2 separate regions of the Gossypium hirsutum genome follow, and region 1 is linked to region 2. The links are chromatin contacts, called in public Hi-C maps. All regions are on one chromosome and are shown on one strand. Each heading gives the region's core, a stretch centred on a gene start, on an enhancer-like site or on the middle of the called end of the contact. The rest is flanking DNA. Distances are from core to core; before and after follow the strand shown.

Region 1 (6,681 bases), core at 300-2,799, 130 kb before region 2:
GATTCCCATTATTAGGTTATCCTTCTCTAATGGAGAAATCTCAAGAAAACTACCTCTACTAGACAAGGCTCCATTGCTTGAATAATCTACAAAATAAATCTCTTTAAAAAGATTCCACCACATGTTGTAGGACCTTCGAATCAAAACACCTATCATCATTCCCAATTTTAAGTCCTTCCACCTTATTTTTCTTTCGCCTAGCCATAGTACGGCTATGAAAAATACTTTGTGTTTCTATCTCCATTCGTAAGCCATTATGTTCTAAATTTTTGAAACCATAACAACTCATCATGCTTCAGGATATCATCTACCTCGTGTCGTAATTTCACTTCCCGATCACAAAGTTTATCTGAATCCCTAAACTCCAAAATTCCTCAAATATGCTCATGTTCCGAAAATCAGCCTCCTTTTTCAAACAAAAATATTCCCAAAAACATGTTTATTCCATTCTTGAACCCTTTTTTTTTTTTTGAAAAGCTCCAAATTAGAAATCAGATCCATATCATACTTCCAACTGTTACTTACAAGGCCATTAAACTCAGCATGGAGCAACCAATTAGCTAAGTAACGGAATGGTCTGTTACCTCTATTTTGCAATGGATTGAGAGAAACCAAAATCGGCCTATGATCCAACTTCAGGCGGTGCAAATTTCGTATTGAGCAATTTAGCGCAAACGAGTCCCAAATCAAGTTACACATTACCCTACCCAAGTGCTGTGATAGATTGCCTCTACTCCAAGTGAATCGAGGCCCGCTGAACCCCAAGTCACGGACGCCATTATCAAACAGAAAAGACAGACAGCTACTATATCCACAACGCATGCTCACTTACCCACCCACTTGTTCCAATGGCTCCAATATCGAATTAAAGTCTCCTGCTATAGTCCACGACTCCCTAATGGATTCAGCAAAAGAAATAAAAAAAATCTCATAACGTACTTCGCTTAGCTGGTTAAGGGCTAGCATACACTATGGAACATAAAAATTTAAAGGGTCCTTGTCTGTTACCAACCCTCATATGAATCATCTACGAATGCAAATTCAAAAGGTTGAAGAAAACATTGTCACTCCAGAGAACTCCAGAAAATACGGATACAAATTCATCACCTTCCGACTCGAGATCTGTTGGATAACACCATCTACACTTGCTTGCGCATCCGGATTTAGGAACCCTACACTTGATTCTCAAAGTGAAATATGTGATTTTCTTTCCCCTACCTGAACTGCACCATGTTTTTTTTTTGTCCAAATTTGACTTAAAAGTCACAGGTGAAAAATCAAAGCCCTTATCCTTAGCATTTGGATCTATTGGGCCTATTTCAGAACCATCATCGAACACATTCCCTCATTTCCTAGTTGCCAACCCAATATTGAAATCAATGGGCCTTAATGCCTTTGTACCAGATTTAGGTCCACCAACAAGCATGATTCCTTTCCCATTAAGCGTAGTCATCCCTTTCTTCCCCCAAATTAGATTCCTTTTGTCCCGATTCTCCAAAATTTGCATTAAAATCCTTCCCTAAATCACGCATTTTGATTTGACCAAGCTGATTCCCTCCATCCATGGTCATGAGTACGTGATCATTAACACCTAGATCCACTGCAAGAACTAAAAATCGTGAACCTCCTAATCAATTTTCGGAGTCATCGTCCCTTGTTGTTTCTACATGATGTACCCTTCGGCTTTGCCTTCGATCCACAAGCACCCATGGCCCATGATTCTCCTCTTCCACACATCTTTGAGTACCTATGTTTTCAACCACCGATTCTTCCCCATGAACACCACAATCCGATTCATTATTCTTGCTCCCTGAGCACAGATCAAAATTATGCCCATAAAGCCCACAATTGAAACACACAACTGGCAAAGATTTATACTCAACTCGTTGTATACGACCATTAATCTTGACTTTCGTCACCAATGGTCTCTTTAAATCCAAACATACCGTCAACCGAGCAAAACATCCCCGCCTTCCACTATTCGTATGAGTATCAAGTTTGACCACTGGCCCTATAGCTTGTTTGATAACACGAAGCAAGCATTTTGAGTAATATCTTTCTGACAAACAAGGTAACCTGATCCACACCACTTGGATATCCATTTCATTATCCGATGCCAAAAAATCCGGTGACCAATGACGCGCAGTGAGATATTGACCAAATATTACCCAAGGCCCCCCAACCAACACCTTATTAAAATCTCCTTCATCTTGGAACCGAACTAAGTAGTAGCCATTCTCTAAGTCCATAAGTTGTATAGATTGTCTGGAGCTCCACAAAGTCGTCACATTATTAAGTAAAGCATTGAAACCAATTTTCCTACCAAGATGTTTGACAATAATGGTCCTAGCCATCTTCCTCTCAATGAACTTATGAAGCCGATCAAAAAAGGCAATCGATGAAATTCCTTTTACTAACTTCGTGACCACATCTCCATCATAACGTATAAACTCATCCTCATTCTTTGGAAAATAGACATACGGGGAAGTGCCCATCAACATAGACTTATACGACAATTTATCCACTCCCACATCTTCAATCTTCTGACCAATTTTATCCACTATCGGATCATCTACGTCCGGCGAATGATCTGTCCTCCTCCTTACCTTTTTTGTTGCCTGACCCACACCGCTATTCGATCTTGTAGGTCTCTTCCTGTTATGAGTATATGTCAAAGGCAATTTAAAGTAGTCAGTAGTTAGTTACTGTCAGTTTACTGTTAAAGCAGTTATCACTACTCATGTATTAAATAGTCAGCAGACTACTCTCTGAATAATAAGTTTTGAAAATATATTAAATGGTATGAAGAGCTAGGTTCTTGCTATAATTTTTTTTACTTTCTTTCCCGCCATGGTCACAGAAGGTACTCCAACAATGGATACTCCTTTGTATTCATCAAATAATGGTGAAGCTGTTTACTCCCGTGGGGCTGGTAATTCCTCTTTGCGTACGGTTCAGTATTTTTCTAAACATGATACTGTGAAACTTAGAGAACATAATTTCTTGTTATGGAAATATCAACTTTTATTGATTCTTGAAGGGTATGGTCTTGAGGGATTCGTTCTTGGTACGGTGTCCATTCCCTCACCCTTTATCTCGGAAAGTGAAGGTCAACTTGTTGATAATCCTGAGTTTCTTGTTCACAAAAGGCAGGATAAGTTTTTGGCTTCTTGGTTGTTACCCACAGTTACAGATGACATCCTGACTCATCTTACAATGGCCAAAACCAGTTTTAAAGTTTGGACTACAATTGAACGATAGTTTGGAAAGAAGTCCACCATCAAGATTTTCAATATGCGTCATTCTCTCTACTCGATCAATAAAGGGAGCCTTACGGTTAAGGAATATCTGTCCAAGGTGCAACAATTGATTGATGGTTTAACTGCATCAAGGAGTCTTGTTACTGAACAAGAACAAGTTAGTATCTTTTATCTGGTCTTTCTATAAAATATAAATTTATTCGTATCTTTACTTCGGCAACTCCTGTTTCTCTAGACTTGTTAGGAGAATTACTTCTTGATTGTGAAGCACGACAGACAGTCTCATTAAATTATGTTCCGCTGCAAGCTAGCTTCTAGTACAGATAATTTGAATCGGTCTAGAGCTTCTTCTCGCAGATTTCAAGAGTCTCGGTAAGGTCCAAGGGGACAAGCAGAGGCTGGTCTCGTGGAAGGGCTCGTAGTGGTGGACGGAGCTGGTCACGCTCTAGACCACAATGTCAACTATATGGAAAGATAAGTCATAAGGTTCAGACCTGTTATCATCGGTTCGATGAAAATTTTTCTAAGGTAGGACATGATCTTCGGTGCAGGTTAATTGTCATCAACTTCATGAACAAGGAGTCTCACCTTCTTCTTCTACATGTTACTCTGCTCCTCACTATTGTGGGACAATTTTATCCAGTCCTGGTTTTACAAGTTAGAGTGTTTCTCGAGGTTCAACTTCTACCAACATCGATAAGGCGTGGTATCCTAATTCAGGGGCAACAAATCATATCACCCCTGACCTATCCAATCTTCATGCTCCTTCCTCCTATGCGGGTACAGCCCGAGTCTCTATGGGAAATGGTAAATTGGTCCCCATACATAATGTAGGTTCTTCTATTTTGATGGTTAGGTCTAGGCTATTACATCTCAGAAGTGTCCTTCACATTCCTTATGTTTGTAAGAACTAGCTGTTAGTAGGACAATTTGCAAGGGATAATAATGTATATTTTGAGTTTCACCCACTATTTTGTTCTGTGAAGGACATACAGACAGGGACAACTCTACTGGAGGGTCGCATGCATAATGGTCTCTACAGGTTTGATGTCTCTCATGGTGATTCGTTCAAAATTCCTTCCAAGTCAGTTGGTGCTCAGAGTTTTAGTTCCACTCAAGTTAACAATATGCAGCTTATTTCATCATCTGCTATGGTGTGGCATGCTAGGCTGGGACACCCTTGTAATAATGTTTTAAGTCATATGTTACGTATTTGTAATGTTCTTTTCAAACAAGATAGTTTACCTAGTGTGTGTTCCTCTTGTCAGCTAGGAAAAGCACACAAATTGCCTTTTACTCATTCAAAAACAGTTTACTCATCACCATTTAAACTTGTAGTTTCTGACGTTTGGGGACCAATACATGTGAAGTCCAATAGTTTTTCCTACTATGTATCGTTTATTGATATGCATAGTAGATATACTTGGCTCTATTTTTTAAAGGTAAAGTCTAACGTTCTCAAGTGTTTCACTCACTTTTATCACTTGGTCAAAGTGCAGTTTGGCTACTCTATTAAGATGTTTCAAAGCAACTGGGGATGGTAATATCGGTCTCTTTTGAGTGAACTATTTCACCTTGGGATTCAACATAGGGTCACATGTTCTCACACTTCAGGACAAAACAGAGTGGCAGAGAGAAAACACAGGTAGATTGTTGACATGGGCCTCACTTTATTAGCTCAAGCGTCCATGCACTTGGAGTTTTGGTCACATGCTTTTGCTCATTCTGTTCATTTAATCAACCGGCTACCCACTCCCATACTTCAACAGTGCAGTCCTTATAAAAAGCTTTATAACTTACAGCCGACTTATTCTCATCCTAAAGTATTTGGGTGCACTTGCTATCCTTATTTGAGACCCTTCTAACAACACAAGGTATAGTTTCGGTCAAAGAGGTGTGTCTTTCTTGGGTTTAGTGCTAATTAGAAAGGTTACAAGTGCCCTGATAACGAGGGTCGTATTTTTGTCTCGAGACATATCGTCTTTGATGAATCTCAGCATCCTTTTGCCTCTGGTTTCTTACCAAAGTCTCCATTGGCTTGCATTTGATTAGACCATTAGAAGTCTCATCTTCCTATAGTTGTCAATAATGGTCATCATTTTTCCATGCAGTTTTTGTTCTCAAGGGTTCGTACTTCTTCTCCTCAAACTACAGCACATGCTGCATCTTTTGATATGTGTTCACCTGCTGCTTCAGGACAGCATACAGACTCGGTCAACTTAGCTCGTGTACTGACTTTGGCAAATCAACTTGCTATTTTTGTGCGAGAACCTGTACCAGTTAATATTCATCCCATGCAAACCAGGTCAAAGAGTGGTATTCACAAACCTAAAGTCTTTTCCTCTTTGTTGACTGACCAGGAACCTGTTTCTATTTTCGAAGCTTTTCAAAGCCCCGCTTGGACAACAACAGCTCAGGCAGAATATAATGATTTGATCTCTAATAACACTTGGGACCTTGTTCCTCTTCCTGAAGGACGGAGGGCAGTTGGATGTAAGTGGATATTCAAAGTAAAGAAACATGCTGATGGTTCGGTTGCAAGGTACAAAGGGCGACTGGTGATTAAAGGGTATATACAAGAAGCAGGTATTGACTTTATGGAGACCTTCAACCCTGTAGTTAAGCCAACAACAATTCGAGTGGTTCTTGCACTTGCTGTCTCGTTTGCATGAGCTCTCAGGAAAGTCGATATTAACAACACATTTTTAAATGGTGATTTACGTGAATAAATCTATATGGTGCAACCACCAGGGTTCGAACAACAAGGTATGGATGGTCAACAGTTGGTATGTAGGCTACGAAAAGCTCTATATGGTCTTAAACAAGATCCTCGAGCTTGGTTTCACAAGCTTAGGGAATTTTTGCTGGCTACAAAGTTTAAAGCATCAAATGCTGACAATTCCCTATTTGTTCTTCTTTCGGGGTCAAAGTTGGTCTATATTCTTATCTACATAGATGACTTCATTATCACGGAAAATAATAATCAAGTTATCGATCGATTCGTGCAAGACCTAAATGCTAGATTCTCCTTAAAAGACTTAGGCCAGTTGAATTATTTTCTTGGCATAGAGGTCACTAGTAATAGTGATGGGGTTTTTCTAAGTCAAAAGAAGTATATACTGGAACTTCTTCAGAGAGCCTCCATGGATAGGTCAAAGAGCACTCCTACACCTATGATTTCCACCTGCAAGTTGTCAGCCAGTGAGGGAAGGCCTGTTGAGAATGATCAACTTTACAGGAGTATCGTAGGAGCACTACAATATGTTGTAATTACAAGATCGAAAATTACTTTTTCAGTAAACAAGGTATGTCAGTTCATGCACAGGCCATTAGACTCACATTTCAAAGTTGTTAAACGGATCCTGAGGTAACTTCATGGGACATTGGATTATGGTCTACGGTTTACTCGCTTGACGAAATT
Region 2 (6,362 bases), core at 342-2,841:
TTTATATTTATTTTATTAAAATTTCGGTACATGTATATACGTACATATATTTTTATGATATACATACATTATTTTTGTAACATATATATACTTATATATTTTTATATATTTTACAACTTCTATACATATCTATATATCTATATACATATTTTCATTTTCATAAATATATACATATTTATATATAATCTTTATAGTTTAAAATATCCCCTTTTTATACTTTTTAAATTCATAAATACATACATATTACTTCATATATTTTAATTTATATACATACATACATATTTATTTTTTTTCTTTTATATATTAAGATATACTTTATATATTTTGTTAATTTATGTATACACATATTTTAGTTTATGTCCGTATATATATTTTTATATTTAATTGTATTTATTATTTATTTATTTCATTTTTGTTATTATTTTAAAAGAATGCTTTAACTTTATTTGCTTATATTTATTTTGATTTGCCCCTTTTTTATTTATCTTATCTTTGATGCTATTGCTCGTATTATTATTTTACTTACATCATTATCCTCGTTATTTCATTACACCCATTTTTATTTAGACTCCGAAAAAGAAATTTTAATAATATAAGTAATACTCGGTATTTTAGATTTTCGAGAGAATCGAGCCCTAACGTATTGGGTTCCGACTTTTTTCGTTGAATTTAAATAATCGAGATTACTCTTTTAAAAATGATAAAAAGCTTGTTATCGAGAATCCAATATGTTGTATCCTAACGCATTGGATGTGACACGTTTTCTCGAGACGAGGATCTTTCGAAATAAATGCAATATTCAATGTTTAATATTTTGAGAAATTGTGCCCTAACGTATTGTGTTGCGATTTCTTCATTTGATTTAAACAATTGAATATTCTTTCAAACTTTATTACACGAATCTTTTCAAACTCAAGTTTTAAACGATATCGGGAATTAAAAAAGGATCGTGTCCTAACTTACTGGTGTGATCCCTTTTTTATCCAAGATAGTTAAATGTCTTTTGAACAAGTATTTTCATTCGCGTACCGGGAATTCGAGACATTGTGTCCTAACTTACTGATATGATTCTCTTTCTCGAATAACGTGAAACATGCCCTTTTCCTGAAAATTTTCAACTTTTTAATACAAGGACCGTATTTTTAAATTCTTCAAAGTTTTCACTCTTCGACACTAAGACATTAAGTAATCAACTAGGTACCAATTTTGGGCGTATCGAGGGTGCTAATCCTTCCTCGTGCGTAATCGACTGTCGAACCCGTTTTTCTGAATTTCGTGGACCAAACTTGTTGTTTTAATAAAATCAAACCGTTTATTAAAAACAACCCCTTTTCGAGGTGATCCAATCACACCTCATAAAAAAAGGATTGGTGGCGACTCCCGTTTTCGTTTCATTTTTCAAAACCCAAGTCGACCCCGTTTTTCATAAAAAAAATGGTGTCAACAATTGAAGTAAAAATTTTAAATTAAAAATAAAAAATAAAAAATGTAAATTTTAATTTTAATTTTCTAATTATATAAATTACATCTCAATTTTCTCCAAAATACTAATTTCAAATATAAAACTCGAACAGAATCTTCTGACCATCAGCTCCACCATATTAGACCCCTTTTCTTCTTGGAACCGGGTTACGTGGACCGGGTTATTGTCTCCCCCAAATTCTGTCTCATTTTCTTCTCCCCCTTCTTCTTTGAAATTACGCGCCGGTTTTTTTTCCTTCACTTTCTCAACTTCATACAAAAACTGGAAAATTTTTACAGTTCATATCACTTATTTTGGCAGCTAATCTCGTACTCCCCCCCTCTTTTTTAATATATTTTCTCCTTTTTATTTGATTTACTTGCTGTTGAAAACTAAGTTCTTTCTTTGTTTGTTTTTTTGTTTCAGGTTTTGAATTTTAGAGCTTAATCTATTACTATGGCCGACTCAAGAAGGTACAATTTCTCCTTTTTTTTGTTTTTTTTTTGGGGCTGAATATTATGTATTGAAGGAAAAAAAATTTGCAGTGAGGATAGTAGCAACACACTTCGAATACTAGTAGCGACGGATTGTCATTTAGGTTATATGGAGAAAGATGAAATACGACGACATGATTCATTTCAATCATTTGATGAAATATGTTCAATTGCGGAGGAAAGACAGGTATATTTGCTAAAACATGGAATTTCTTCCTTAATTTCTTTTAGTGTTGGTATGCACTGACTGTGATTTGGTATTAGGTGGACTTTTTACTTCTTGGAGGAGATCTTTTCCATGAAAATAAGCCTTCGAGGTCAACTTTGGTTAAGGCCATTGAGATTCTTCGTCGGCATTGCCTTAATGATCAACCTGTGCAGTTTCAAGTTGTTAGTGACCAGACTGTGAATTTTCAGAATGCGTAATGGTTCTCTCTTTTTCAGTGTCGTATTGTATCTTATCTTTGTCTTGTACTTTGCCATAAGTCATAAGGCTCATATTTTTGTCTAGCTAGTGATGTGATAATATTTAATCAATGATTCTATGCTCAAATGTTTTTCTTTTTTTGGTAAATTTGTTTAGTTAATTAAAGTAAGTTCATTTACTTATATGCACCCGATATGCAAATATGCTCTTTCCATTGGTTGCTTGATAGCTGGTTCACAGATTTTATCACGTTCATTTGTAAAATGCATTGCTCTCTTTACAGATTTGGGCATGTGAATTATGAAGATCCTCACTTCAATGTTGGCTTGCCCGTGTTTAGCATTCATGGAAACCATGATGACCCTGCTGGAGTGGTAAGGAATTCATTGAAACATGCCTTTCCCCCACTGTATCTTTCATTCTATAGATAAATCTTGCTTGTTCAACCTTTTCTCTAATTTTGGTGTTCCATCCTATGTCTCATAAATTTTCATGTTTCTCTAATCCCATGTCTATCTACATATGGGATACGATAATCATAGATAGAACTTTCCAACTGTTTACTCCCTTTTTGATTTGTTAGGTAATCTTGTTTTCATAGAGTGAATAAGTCTGCTGTTCTTAAAATTGTTTGTGTGTTCTGTTCCTAAGTGTTTATTGGTGACAGGACAACCTTTCTGCAGTTGATATTCTTTCTGCATGTAACCTTGTCAACTACTTCGGGAAAATGGTTCTTGGTGGTTCAGGCGTTGGTCAGATTACACTCTACCCTATTCTTATCAGGAAGGTCTGCTTGTCATTTTGTTAATATGAGCTAGAAAGGTAATTGTCTTTCATTGGAAAACTTATGTTTCTTTTTGAATTGCAGGGCTCAACTGCTGTAGCTCTTTATGGTCTTGGGAATATTAGAGATGAGCGGCTCAACAGAATGTTTCAGGTACTCTACAAGTTAAAGTTGATCATTTTTACAGCTCATTAGTTTCTGAGTTCCTGAATATTCAGTTAAAATTCCTGTTTATTTGGTTTATTGTATTTGGTTTCTCAGACCCCCCATGCCGTGCAATGGATGCGACCTGAACCTCAAGAAGGATGTGAAGTGTCTGATTGGTTCAACATTCTGGTGCTTCATCAGAACAGGTTCTGTGTGTGTGTGGTTGTTGCTAGTCCATGTCTGCGTGTATCATGTTTACGTATGTTCTGTGTTTTGATTGAGTTATTTCATGCATGACCAAAATTAGAAGTGGAAAAGGATGTTATGATGTAAATTCACATTCGGACATATTAAATCTTTTTATAATGTGGCTTGCAGAGTGAAGATGAATGCTAAAAATGCGATAAATGAGCGCTTCTTACCACGCTTCCTTGATTTCGTAGTGTGGGGACATGAACATGAATGTCTTATTGACCCTCAGGTGCTGGAGGTGTAAAATATTTTTGTCTTAGCCTTTATACCTTTGAGGATGCAAAAAAAATTGAAGGTTGATTTTAATTTCATAGGAAGTACCAGGGATGGGATTTCACATTACTCAACCAGGTTCGTCCGTTGCAACGTCACTGATTGATGGAGAATCAAAGCCAAAACATGTGCTCCTTTTAGAAATTAAGGTTGCATGTCTATGAAAGATTGGATTTTTCATGTAATCAATCAGCATCTGTTTCTTCATTATATTTTCTCTCCATAATTTGCTGCTTTTTTTGTAGGGAAATCAATATCGTCCAAACAAAATACCTTTGACATCAGTGAGGCCCTTTGAATATACCGAGGTAAAGCAGTTCCGTTTTTAATTATTTTTAAAAGTATTTCAAAAGGCAAGAAGTTGAGAATAGTTCTTTTATCTTACTCATGTTCATGATTTAGGTTGTGCTGAAGGACGAACCTGACATTGATCCCAATGATCAAAACTCAATTCTTGAACATTTGGACAAAGTGGCAAGTCTCTTTCTTGCATGAGATAACAGTTTTGGACTTTCTGAGTTCCTATATTATCCAATAGAGAAGTTTAACAAATTAAGTCTTTTAGTTATTTATGGTAGGGACAAAATCCTTTGCCAACTTCTTAGTAATAACTTAACTTTTGATTTAGGTGAGCGGTCTGATTGAGAAATCTAATAGGAAAGCTGTCAATGGATCAGAGCAGAAGCTCCCATTAGTCCGAGTTAAGGTAATTTCAGACTCTGTTTTGTGAACAATGCTACTATGATAGCTTATGTGTACACCTGAGTTTTTTTCTTTCCCACTGACATGTTTCACCTTTGAGAGGTAGAACAATCTGTCCCTTTCCCTTGCACTCTAGTGTGTATCACACTCAAGAAGGAAATTGAAGAAAGACTGTTAAAGATCTCTAACTCAACTAAGCCCAACAACCCTTTTTTCTATTTTGATTTATTTTTAGCCATGATTTCTTTTATGCATTTTTCTTTTCAACTACCTCTATCCTCTTTATCTCCCCTTGCATTCTCCTTTTCCTCCCCCCCCCCCCTTTTTATGATGTTTTATTGTTGGATGTGAGGGTTGCTATATGGTGACAGATATAAAGGATCTCACTTAAAAATTTCGATGTTGTCAAATGAGTCATATGTCTAAAATCTTTTACTATATTCAGAAAACTTTCGTCATGGTATCTTTGTTGCTAGCACTTCATCATTTGGAAAATGCTTACACATCCCCTTTTTTTCTTTTTTGTTTCTTAGATCATCCATCCTGTATTATTTGCAATTTTTTATTATTATTCTACTTTACTCTATGCTTGTCTTGATTCTGTAAGGCGTTGATTTCCAAAAAGAATGTACCTTAGCATTCAGAGATAACCTTTTCAATATTACTCTGCGATATTTAGGTGGATTACTCTGGATTCATGACAATAAATCCTCAAAGATTCGGGCAGAAGTATGTTGGGAAGGTATCTTGAGGCTATTGCTTGTACCATACGATGAATAAGTTCTCATTTTTCTTTCATTTACACACTAAATTATTAGAATTCAATATTTGCAGGTTGCAAATCCTCAAGATATTCTTATATTCTCCAAGTCTTCTAAAAGGAGTCAGAAAGAAGGTAAACAAGCTTATGCCTGCTGAAATTAATCTTGTAAACCCCTAATTCTTAAGAAAATTAGGTAGCCAGTTAAATGTTCTGCTACAAGGCTCAAGGGGCGAAAGTGACAAACATATACTGAAACTGCTGTTGGCTTGGAAGCTTGATTTCACTTTTGAACACTATCAGATATTATTACTTGTTAGAGAAATCTGCCATAAGATGCTTCCAAAACAGCATCTGGATTGTCAAAGCTCTCCTGATGTCTTAATCTTATCTGCTTGATGTTAGCTCATAGAAGCATGGTATAGCTTGAGTTCAACTTAAAAGGTTTTTTTTAATGGTTGTAGCCAAAATTGATGATTCTGAAAGGCTTCGTCCAGAAGAACTAAATCAACAGAATATAGAAGCATTAGTTGCTGAAAACAATCTGGTAAATCAAACTTAGCATTCCCTGTTTCCTTAGCCTCTTTCTTAATTTTTATATATATCATTTAATACTTATTTCATTTAGTCCAGGAGGGTACTGAGCATAATCATCTCGAAATATTGTTCCTATGGAAACTATTTTTTTATTGAAAACTAATTATTCTATTTTCGATGCATGCTCAATTGTACATGATTAAGCATGAATTGAGCACTTCTGCATATGAAAGTTGTATTAGATTCCAGTTTTCTTTGAGCTAGTGCGCTCAGTGGGACTTGCTTGACAGGAAACAAATATTTATTCTGAAGTTTATTCACCTTTAGCCTGACCCTTCTTATCATGTCTATCTTGCAGAAAATGGAGATTCTTCCAGTCAATGACTTGGATGTTGCGCTGCACAATTTTGTTAATAAGGATGACAAAATGGCTTTCTATAACTGTCTGCATTATAATCTTGAAGAAACTCGTGTAAGTATTTACTGCTGTTCACATAATGCAAATCATAATGTCTGAATGGGGC

What was found. A called contact is a pair of places that touch in the nucleus more often than the background predicts.
Region 1: a Hi-C map of leaf shows a contact between it and region 2, with 2.8 times the contacts expected there. The contact joins the promoter of LOC121216915 here to the promoter of LOC107903527 in region 2. A contact is called at or near these places in 16 of 34 Hi-C or Micro-C datasets (anther, callus, fibers and 4 more).

The regions. Positions count from the first base shown.
Region 1 is chrD05:61,821,942-61,828,622 of Gossypium_hirsutum_v2.1, reverse strand. It overlaps LOC121216915, which reads left to right and starts at 1,549. Exons shown (of 4, transcript XR_005913126.1): 1 at 1,549-3,417; 2 at 3,618-4,067; 3 at 4,247-4,905; 4 at 5,372-6,681. LOC121216917 (a long non-coding RNA gene) reads right to left here and starts at 1,236. Exons shown (of 2, transcript XR_005913127.1): 1 at 1-1,236.
Region 2 is chrD05:61,689,569-61,695,930 of Gossypium_hirsutum_v2.1, reverse strand. It overlaps LOC107903527 (double-strand break repair protein MRE11), which reads left to right and starts at 1,591. Exons shown (of 23, transcript XM_016829601.2): 1 at 1,591-1,791; 2 at 1,889-1,935; 3 at 2,008-2,143; 4 at 2,221-2,378; 5 at 2,667-2,757; 6 at 3,051-3,170; 7 at 3,252-3,320; 8 at 3,429-3,520; 9 at 3,693-3,795; 10 at 3,881-3,988; 11 at 4,085-4,147; 12 at 4,242-4,313; 13 at 4,468-4,545; 14 at 5,221-5,283; 3 more. The coding sequence starts at 1,919.